Regions from separate parts of the Mus musculus genome. Here region 2 is linked to region 1. Evidence: chromatin contacts called from public Hi-C data. All regions are on one chromosome and are shown on one strand. The core of a region is the stretch at or near the end of the contact, and the rest is flanking DNA. Distances in the headings are between cores, read along the strand shown.

The links. A called contact is a pair of places that touch in the nucleus more often than the background predicts.
Region 2: a contact with region 1 is called in a Hi-C map of natural killer cells, with 7 times the contacts expected there. The contact joins the promoter of Mrpl42 here to the promoter of Nr2c1 in region 1. A contact is called at or near these places in 3 of 39 promoter capture datasets (hippocampal neurons and liver), 1 of 484 Hi-C or Micro-C datasets (natural killer cells), 1 of 115 datasets of contacts at active chromatin or transcription factors (differentiating embryonic stem cells) and 1 of 9 other capture datasets (liver).

What each region holds. Positions count from the first base shown.
Region 1 is chr10:94,144,730-94,149,330 of GRCm38.p6, reverse strand. Nr2c1 (nuclear receptor subfamily 2, group C, member 1) reads right to left here and starts at 1,400. Exons shown (of 14, transcript NM_011629.3): 1 at 1,229-1,400. Fgd6 (FYVE, RhoGEF and PH domain containing 6) reads right to left here. Exons shown (of 21, transcript NM_053072.3): 21 at 3,992-4,601.
Region 2 is chr10:95,500,490-95,504,945 of GRCm38.p6, reverse strand. It overlaps Mrpl42 (mitochondrial ribosomal protein L42), which reads left to right and starts at 2,997. Exons shown (of 6, transcript NM_001359476.1): 1 at 2,997-3,040; 2 at 4,424-4,456.

The sequences.
Region 1 (4,601 bases), core at 151-2,650:
AGGAGGCTATAAAGGGTGTCCTACAGGCTAGAACTGTACAGAAGGTCTAACTTGGAAACGGGAATTGTGGTTACTGCCACCCTTAGACTAATAGGTCTTTGGAATGATTGCAATTGGAAAACTTACACTGTATCCAAAGGTTCAAGATGCACACCAAAAGGTTACTGGCCATGTTGATACAAAGGACGTAAGACCTTTCCTTTATCTTCTATACATCTTCTGGGGTTTGGATACATGATTTCCAAGCCAGTCTCCACAAGAACTCCAGGTGACCTTTCCTGCTTTGCTTTAGCCTCCTGAGTACTGGGATTACAGGCATGTGTCACCAGCCTGGCTCCTTCCTGCAGGTCATCCAGGCTTTCTGTTCTTTCTCAATGTTAAATGGTCCACAATAAACTCCCACTTTTTCTTCCCTTCCTGGAATCTTCTCTAATGTACTTGCATTTCTGTCCCACCAAACTACAACTCCCAAGACACCCTCCCCAAACGATTTCCTTTTTCATGTTTGCTGTTTGATTAGAACAGATCAATAATCTCTTTCCAAATTTACCAAAGTAGACACGTAAAGTTTAGAGACAATTACTCAACCCGGTAAACAAGCAGACACTGTTTTAAAAACAAAGAACAACCCCTTCCTTGAAGTCTAAGACACACTAACAACTTCCAAGCGGTGGAAAAAAAAGCCCTAAACGGATTTAACTTCAAGTCTCTTTTGCTTGTCCTTTCCAGCTTTGGCTGACCTGCTTAACTCAGGGGTAGGGGACAGCCTGGCAATATCTGCACATCATGAGATGTTGTCTGCAGAAACTCAGGCAGTGCTCCTAACAAAAGAGCTACTGGAAGCTTTGATGTGCCCAGTGCATGAGATAGCCCTAGGCCACCTTCCCTCAGAGAAACAGCCACAGCGGATGCTGGTCCTCTCATGCAAGCAGAATCCTGAGCCGGAGGAGGTGTCATCCCGTAGCCCCGGGGTACATGGTCCCTCCGGTCCTGCGCCCCGCAGCTCCCTGCCCTGCACCCACCACGCGCGCAGCCCCGGGGCGGGGGAAGCGGCGCCGAGACGGAAGCGTTCCCTTTAGGTGAAAGGTCACCGGCCCGGCCCGGCCTCCCAAGGCTTTGGGCAATCCGCTAATGTCCGGCTCTCCGGTAACCGGGAGCTGGGACACTCAGGGACACGGGCGCTCGGGCCACGACGCTCGGCGGTTGGGCCGCCCCGCACCCGACTTACCCCTCCCGCCGCGGCGGCCGCTGGGCTGGAGAGAGCAGAGGCGAGGGGACCCGAGGCCAAGGGGACAGGGGAGCTTTCTGAGTTTGTGTTTTGGGGGTGGGGGTCAGAGTTCGTGACCCCACCCTCGGCTTGGCGGTGCGTGGTGCTCTTGGCGCCTGCGCATTAGCGCGGTGGAGAAGCGGCCGGCGGTGGTGACGTTCCCTGGGCGAAGCCGAGGGCCCCGGAGTCCAGCGGCGGTTCTGGAAGTCGATTGCCCCCTGTAGGTGTGGAGGGAGAGCGCCGCCGCAGCTGCGTGTCCACCCGATGCCCTGTGAGGATGATAGATAGCATCAAGTTCTTCCAATACCTGCAACTCTGGTGTCTGGCCTCCGCGGGCACGCGCACCCAAGTGCACATACCCAAACACACGTAATTGGAAATCAAGGACGACCGAGGGCTGGAGAGATGGCTCAATGGTTAAGAGGACTTGTGGTTCCTCCAGAGAACTTGGCTTGATTCCTAACACCCACCTGGTCTGTGGTCATCTTCTGTAACTTCAGTTCCATTGGATTTGGTGCCCTCTTCTGTGCACAAACATATGTGCAGGCCGAACACCCTACACACTAAGAGTAAAACTCTTGAAAGGAAGGGAGGAAGGCAGGAAGGAAGAAAGAAAGAAGGAAGGAAAGAAAAAGACAAGTCTTTTGAGACCTGGCCTGTCAGAACCCAGACTAGTCTTTTAACTAGTGATTCTCCTGCCTCCCTCTCCAGTGCTGTAGCGGTTTGTTTTGTTTTTAAATTTCATTAATACGGGCGTTTTACCTGCATCTATGCATCTAGGTGTACCTAGTCTAGGTGGAGGCCATCAGATCCTCTAGATGTGAACTTACAGATCGTTTTGAGTAGCCATGCAGGTACTCGGAATTGAACCTGGGCCCTCTACAAGAGCAGCCAATGCTCTTTAACAGCTGAGCCATCTCTCTTGCCCCTTAAAGGAAGTTTTGGTTTGAGAAATAATAAACAACCGAATGGGTCTGGGTTAGGTGTCTTTAATGTCTGGAAAACTGGACTTTGTTGTGGGCACTCTCTTAGATTAGTTCACCAGTGCTAAGGAGTCTGTGTAGGATAACAGGGCCCAGGAAAGAACACCCTGACCCTGACTTGACCCAAGCCCAAGACCTTGTCCCAGAGTCTGATCACAGAATCCCACCAACCCTCAAAGCTTTGGCCAAGATCAAGCCACATAATCCTCCCATCGCAGGCCACCCTGGAAAACCCCACACTCCAAGAAACCCTATATAAAGTCCATTTTTCTGCCCAGTTCCCTGAAGTTTCTTGAAGAGGCAGCCATTTTCCTGTTTTTTTTTTTTTTCCTTCCAGCAAATCTCGTGGGAGGTTTCTTGTGTGGTGTGGATGTGACTCTGTGGTATTCCTTGGCTCATGGTGGCCAGGCTACCTTTTCCAGAAGAGCTGTAACATCACGATTTGGGGAAACTTCCCCCTGCCTGAGCAGAGTGATAACACTGTCTGCCTAGAGCCCAATCCCATAGAACTTCCCAGCAATATGAGAACAGGCTGAGGCAAAGTCGTGTCAAATTTTACTTGACTGTCTTTATCAAAAGCAAGAACACAATCACTGCTGTGTACCTTATGTTCCTAAGGGCTGGGTTTTTTTTGTCCATTTTGCTAGACGATGTGTCCCCAGATAGTTAACAGTTCCTGCTGGTCAATAAAGATCTGCAAAACGAAAGGTCACCTGTGGCAGGAAACTCTGGTCTGTACATCAGGTACTATGTGGTGATCTAGAAACTTCCTTTGCATCAAGATAAACACTGTAGAAAAGCAGCCAGATTCAGGGCAGAAACCTAAGGTATTTTTTTGGGGGGGGGGATATCAAAACTCTTTTTGTGCTAGGTCGAATAATTAATTGTCCCTTATGGCCCCACAGCCTCGGGCCTATAATCTTAGCACTTGAGAAGAAAGGCTGGAGGAACCGGAGCTCAGTCAGTTTGAAGCTAGCCTGGACTGCACCTCTAAGAAAATATTACTATTTCTCTTTGGAATTAAGTATTTAGACATAGAAAAAGGACTTGCAACCTTCCCTACCATTGGGAACTGTTTCATGCTTAGTTCTCTGAAAGTCTACCTCTACCTTTTAGCATTGCTTGGTTTGCCCATAATGCAGCCTTTCCAATAACCTCAAGCTCGTCTCAAAGGTGAACATGATGAAAGTACGCCGGATTCGAGGGAGAAGGGTACTCCAGATGTTTTCTTTCTTCTCAGTTCTCAGTGCACATGCCCAAAGGGATGCTGTGGTTACCATGGTTACCACTCACCTCCAGTTCATGGACTTAAGTCACAAGAAGTTACTTTATTAAAACTGGGACGCAGTGGCTCACGCTTGCAGTGCTGGTACTTGGGAGGCCACGGCAGGAAGGTTGTTATGGATATTTGGTGAGCCTGGACAACAGGGCAAGACCCTGTCTCACAAGGAACTATGTGAATAAACCAGTCTGGAAACAGAAGCCACTTTTAGAGGATTGCTCTAGGTGACATGTTTCTTTTGGTCACAGTCTAGAAAAAGGGGGCCAGTGAGGTTCATCTAAAGGGTATGGCTTAGAAGACCTTGTCAAAGTGGGGCTGGGTGGCACATGCCTACAGTCCCATTTACTAAGGAGGCTGATGTAGAGAGTGTGAACACTGAAGGCCAGCCACCTTGGACTACACAGTATCAACAATCAGTACAAACCAAAACCTCTATAATAAAGGACTTCACACCAGCAGTAGATATTACAGTACATTTATTTTGTATGAATTATAATACATATTAACATTATTTACAATGCTATTTTTATTTATAAATGATCTTATGAACAGTAAGATACAAACCATTATCACTTTATGTAAAAAAAAGGTATTTTGTGAAAAACATTAAAAGTGATTAATTTCTTTTCTGAAATCGGTTTTTACATGCAGCAAATTGCTCCATGAAAAAGATATTTTGATATTTAGTCTTTTAAAAGCTCCTACCACCTTTAACTTCTTTTTTCTAGCAGGCAAACTCCCATCAGAACCACTGCTGTCTTCACTGTGTGGTAAATAAACCTGTCTCCTTTCTTAGAATCCTTTCCCAGTAGTAACTAACGTTTCCTAGAAGGGAAAACACCATAGATTTTCATTTAGAAAATAACATTAAAAGTGGCATAGGCTCCAGAGCACGTGTACCGAAGATATTTTTCAGGGACCCACAGGAGACATCTAACTAGACAAGCAAGCATTTATCCACTGCATGTAAGACATTCTTGTTGGATGTGGGCCAACTCCAGTGAGCAAGGCGAAGTGTTTTCAAGAACAGAATGCAGTAGGAATGGTGAGAGTGTTTATGAGCTGACGA
Region 2 (4,456 bases), core at 1,748-4,247, 1.4 Mb before region 1:
ATTGTGGATACTCCTCTTCTACAGGATCCCAGCACCATGATGCTGTGCCCAGGGGCATGCACCAAACAACCATCAAATAAATCCTATAAAACCATGAGTCAAAACAAGAACTTCAATACTTTAAAGTCATTTCTATCAAATACTTTACTCAAAACTATGCCCCCCCCCAAAAAAGTCCAATACACCTTGTAATATGACTGCCTAGTTGGGTTTGAGATTATAACACACAAAGACACACAAATATTTGTTCTATCTAAGTCTCCAGTTGGCATCTGAAACAGGAGACAGTCTTATGGGACTAAGTTTTAATTTGTAGGAAAGAGAAAGTCCAGAGAAGTCAGGGTAATTATTGTCTCAGGTGGCTCCTTCAAGGTCACCTCATGGTGTCAGTGCTCTTTGGCTATGTGCCAGCACCTCTCAACGGGTTTGGCATTTGTTTCTTTTTTTACCTTCAGGTCTAGAGGTTCATGAAGGAATGAGTTACACTAAGCAGTGTAACCAAAGCTGGGGTATATAAATACTATGTTTTCCAATTCTATAAATCACCCATACATCAGTGCCTCAGTGAAGAATACCTTCTGGAATTATATCAGAACTACATCCCAATTTTGGCATATCATCTGTTTTCTGATAAATCCTAACAAATACAACTTCAAGCTAGAAATCATTAGATTTAGACATTAAATGATGACATTCCTCTTTCCATGTTTTCTCTTCCTCCTTCCTTCCTGTCTTGTTTTTTTCTTTTTTCTTTTTCTTTTCTTTTTTTAACCAGGGTGGCCTCAAATGCAGAGATATAGCAGCATTTTTCCTGTCCAATTACATTAAAATATTAGTGCAGCAGGAGGCCTGTGATTGGACAGGGAAAAGGGAAGCAGATCTAAGAGTTGCAGAGAGAGACAGAGTGTCTCTCAGGAGAGGAGGAGAAGCCAAGATGGAGACGGACAGACAGAAAGAAGATCCTGATCGCGCATGGCTTTAAATACCCACGGGTAGTTATGAATATCACATAGGGATAGAATAATTGGGATAAGTTGTCTGATCTAGGTGGGCCGCTTGTATTATTATCAATTGGCTCTGAAATTATTGTGTAGGCATCTTGTGAATTGAGAATTTATTGATATATAAATCTGACTTGTTAATTATAAGCTTCTAGAGTTTTGTTTTACTGGGTTACTGTAATGTGGGACCACCGACCACAGGGGGATTTTGGCTGAGAGGGTACGGGCAGCACTGAGGCAGTGAACCGAATCACGTGGGGAACGCCAGGGTCAGTTGCTGATGGGGCTAGTTTAGAGGCAGAGGCCCAGGAAACATGCCAGGGCAGAGAGTTGCCGGCAGTAGCGTGGGAAACCTGCTGGTCATTTTTAATATTTCCCGCAACACAGAGATCCATCTGCCTTTGCCTCCTGAGTGCTGGGATTAAAGGCTTGCACCACCATGATTGTTCCTAAGCTCTTAAGAAAAGACAGAAGTGCAAATATAATGTCAATTTGTCATACGAACTTTGAAGGCAAAGTAAACTATAACTCGCGGTCTGTATGAAACTCAGAAGCATGGAAAAATTTATATTTCAACTAGACCCAACTTTTGAATGTACTGTCAGAGTGTAGAAAGTTACTGACCTCCATGCAAATTAGGTTGGAAGGGTTGCCTTGGTGGGCTCATGATGAGGCGTCCCCAACCCCACCCTCCAGGTACCAGCCATAGCACAGGTGTAGCATAGAATAATTTGGAGGCATGAGAAGGGGAGTTGAGAAGGGGGTACAGACAGAGACAGAGAAGAGGAGGGGGAGAGAACAGGGGGCAGGGGGCCAAAGAGCCACTTTTATAGCAAGACAGGTCTACCTATTGGGCGGAGTCTAGAAGGAATACTAACAATTATTTGTTGGACTGTCTCTTTTCAGATATTCCCATGCTAGGTGGCCTCTTAGGTGATATATGTTAGATTTCCTTGGCCCTGTTTGGAGCCCTCTTCCATTTTAGCTACATCTCAATAAGACATTCCTCCGCTCGATGCTAGCATACCCAGGGGAGGGTCAGACGTTCCAGGATGAGTGAGCCCCTTGGCACTGAATTCAGTTCCAAATCAAACACCCCGGTGGGTGGGTCTGAAGTTTGAGGAACAGGAACACAGGGATTACCAACCATGAGCCATTTAAAGACTTGCAGGAGGAGTCTCCGGAGTAGCGAGGTCAATGTGTTGACCAACTCATTATTCTCATAGCTTTATTCATGTTTTTGTGGTGCCAGACATCAAACCCAGGGTCTCAGGCATGCTCTAGCACCAAGCTCCATACCCAGCCCTCAATCCTATGGCTTTATACTCCTATCTAGCCCAACCTTTACTCTCTAAACAAATCTCTCTACCTTCATTATATCGCCGCTTGCGTGTCTCAGGCGAATCCCCAAATCAACAGCTCCTGAATGGAATCCATTCCCACCCTTACCAGACAACTTCTAACCTGCTCTATCAGTCTTTCCTCTCCTGTAGGTTGTTGACTAACCTAGTCAGTCGACAAAGCCACACCCGGAACGTTCTCCTTTCAGCTCCTACATCTATCAGATCCATTGGTTGAGAAAGCTTCTCTAGGTTTCATTTCAAATATATCAGTCCTGGGCCCCTCATTTGAATTCTCTGGCATTTTGTCTTCTCTGAGAAAACTTAATTGATCCATTATGAAAAACACATTCATCCATTTGGTTTGGAGCTGAATTTGGTGCCAATAGGCTCATAAATTTTAGAGAATGTTAATATTCTCTGAATAATAGTATAACATTGGTTTTGATGTTATTTTAAATAGTTCCTGCTACTAAAATCGGGAGGGTAGCGATTTTGTTGTCTGGGCACCTTTGGGAATCCTGAGTCCAAGGGGCCACAACAAATGCAGCCTGGCCACAGCTGCCCGCCCCGCCTTCTTTCTGCAACTAGGGCTACTTTCCTGGCAGAGACTACAACTCCCAGAGTGCCTCGCGCGCGTATAGCGCGCGCTGGACGGCGCCTTTAGGACCCAGATTGAAGCAAGATGGCGAGCGCGCGGTGAGTAGCCGTGGAGGTACCGCTGCCCTCTCCTTACAGGCCCGGAAGGCTTGTCCGTAGGCATTGAGGGCTTTAATGTCTGTCGTTGGAGGCAGGACGAGGCTGCCGGTGTCCCCAGGCTCCATCTTGCAGAAGGGCCGGCGTGTGGTTGCGCCCTTCCTGTAGCACACCTCGGCGTGCATGCGGGCGTCAGCCTGCACCAAGTTGACCTTGCGACTCCTTAGACTCCTCCTGATTCAAGTCTTTGAACCGGCTCCTGGGTGGTAGTCCCTGTATTACTGTTGCTCGAACTTCAGCCCCACCGGGGTGTTTGGTTTGGAACTGAATTCCGTGCCAAGGGGCTCATCCTGGAAAGTCTCTCTTTGGAGCAATAGTTTGACCCTCCCCTGGGTATGCTAGCATGGAGCAGAGGAAGGTCCCCACAAACGTTTTGATTTTGGACTTGTAATCAGAAGACGTGGGTTTTCTTTCCGTGCATGCCACCAGTTAGACAGTGAACTACCAAAATAAAGCATTTGACTTTTCTCAGCCTTCGTTCCCAATAAACTGAAAGAGCACAGAATATTAAGAAAGTGGGTTGCAAGGCATAAATAACTAGCTGAATGAACTCAGGGTTTGCCATTCGCGGCGCTCTTAGGATGTCTGGCATCTGCGTGCAAATAAAGAGAGCCCTATCCTAATCCCTTTCCTGCCTATAGAGGGTCACTGAGACCAATAGAGAATAGGGGCACAGTAATTACCGTTTATTTACACCATCTCATGAAATTTGTGGTTGCTTCTTGAAGTTTACCACTGAAGAATTGGAAGGTCGTTTAGTTAATGACTTGCCTCAAATCTTCCAGTTTGTAAGTGAGCAACACTAAAGTCTTTGGAAGCAAGTCCTTTTAAATTTTCATGATTCGAAATAAATATGCTTGCTGCATCTTTAAATGTTATGTGACAGGAGATGAGATAGTGACATCGATGGGTTCCTCTTAAGTTTTTCATGTTGAATATTTAGTTTCATCAGAAACAGCATTACTGTAAGTGATAGGATCCTATGGGTGGGACTTGGGAGCTAGAATGTAGACTCACTAGCATTTGAGGAAGAGTTTGCAGCGTGTATTATGTGTGAGTGACTTTCTAATTACGTATTCTGCTAAGCACTCAGTAAGTGAAGCCGACTGTGCAGAGTCCTGAGAAAGTTGCACTTAAGAGAAATGATAGCGGAATAGTTGCTCTGTTTCTCATATTTTGATCTCAGTGACTTTGTCCTGTTGTTAAACTGGAACGGCCAGGTTTAAAAGCCTTGTTTTCAAATGATGAGCACTAGCTAATGGTTCCTACCTTGATGTTAGTGTTTAACTTTACCTTTGTAGCCGATTTTCTTTCTCTCTTAAACAGGAACGAAAATCTGTGTGCCTAGCAACAGCTTTC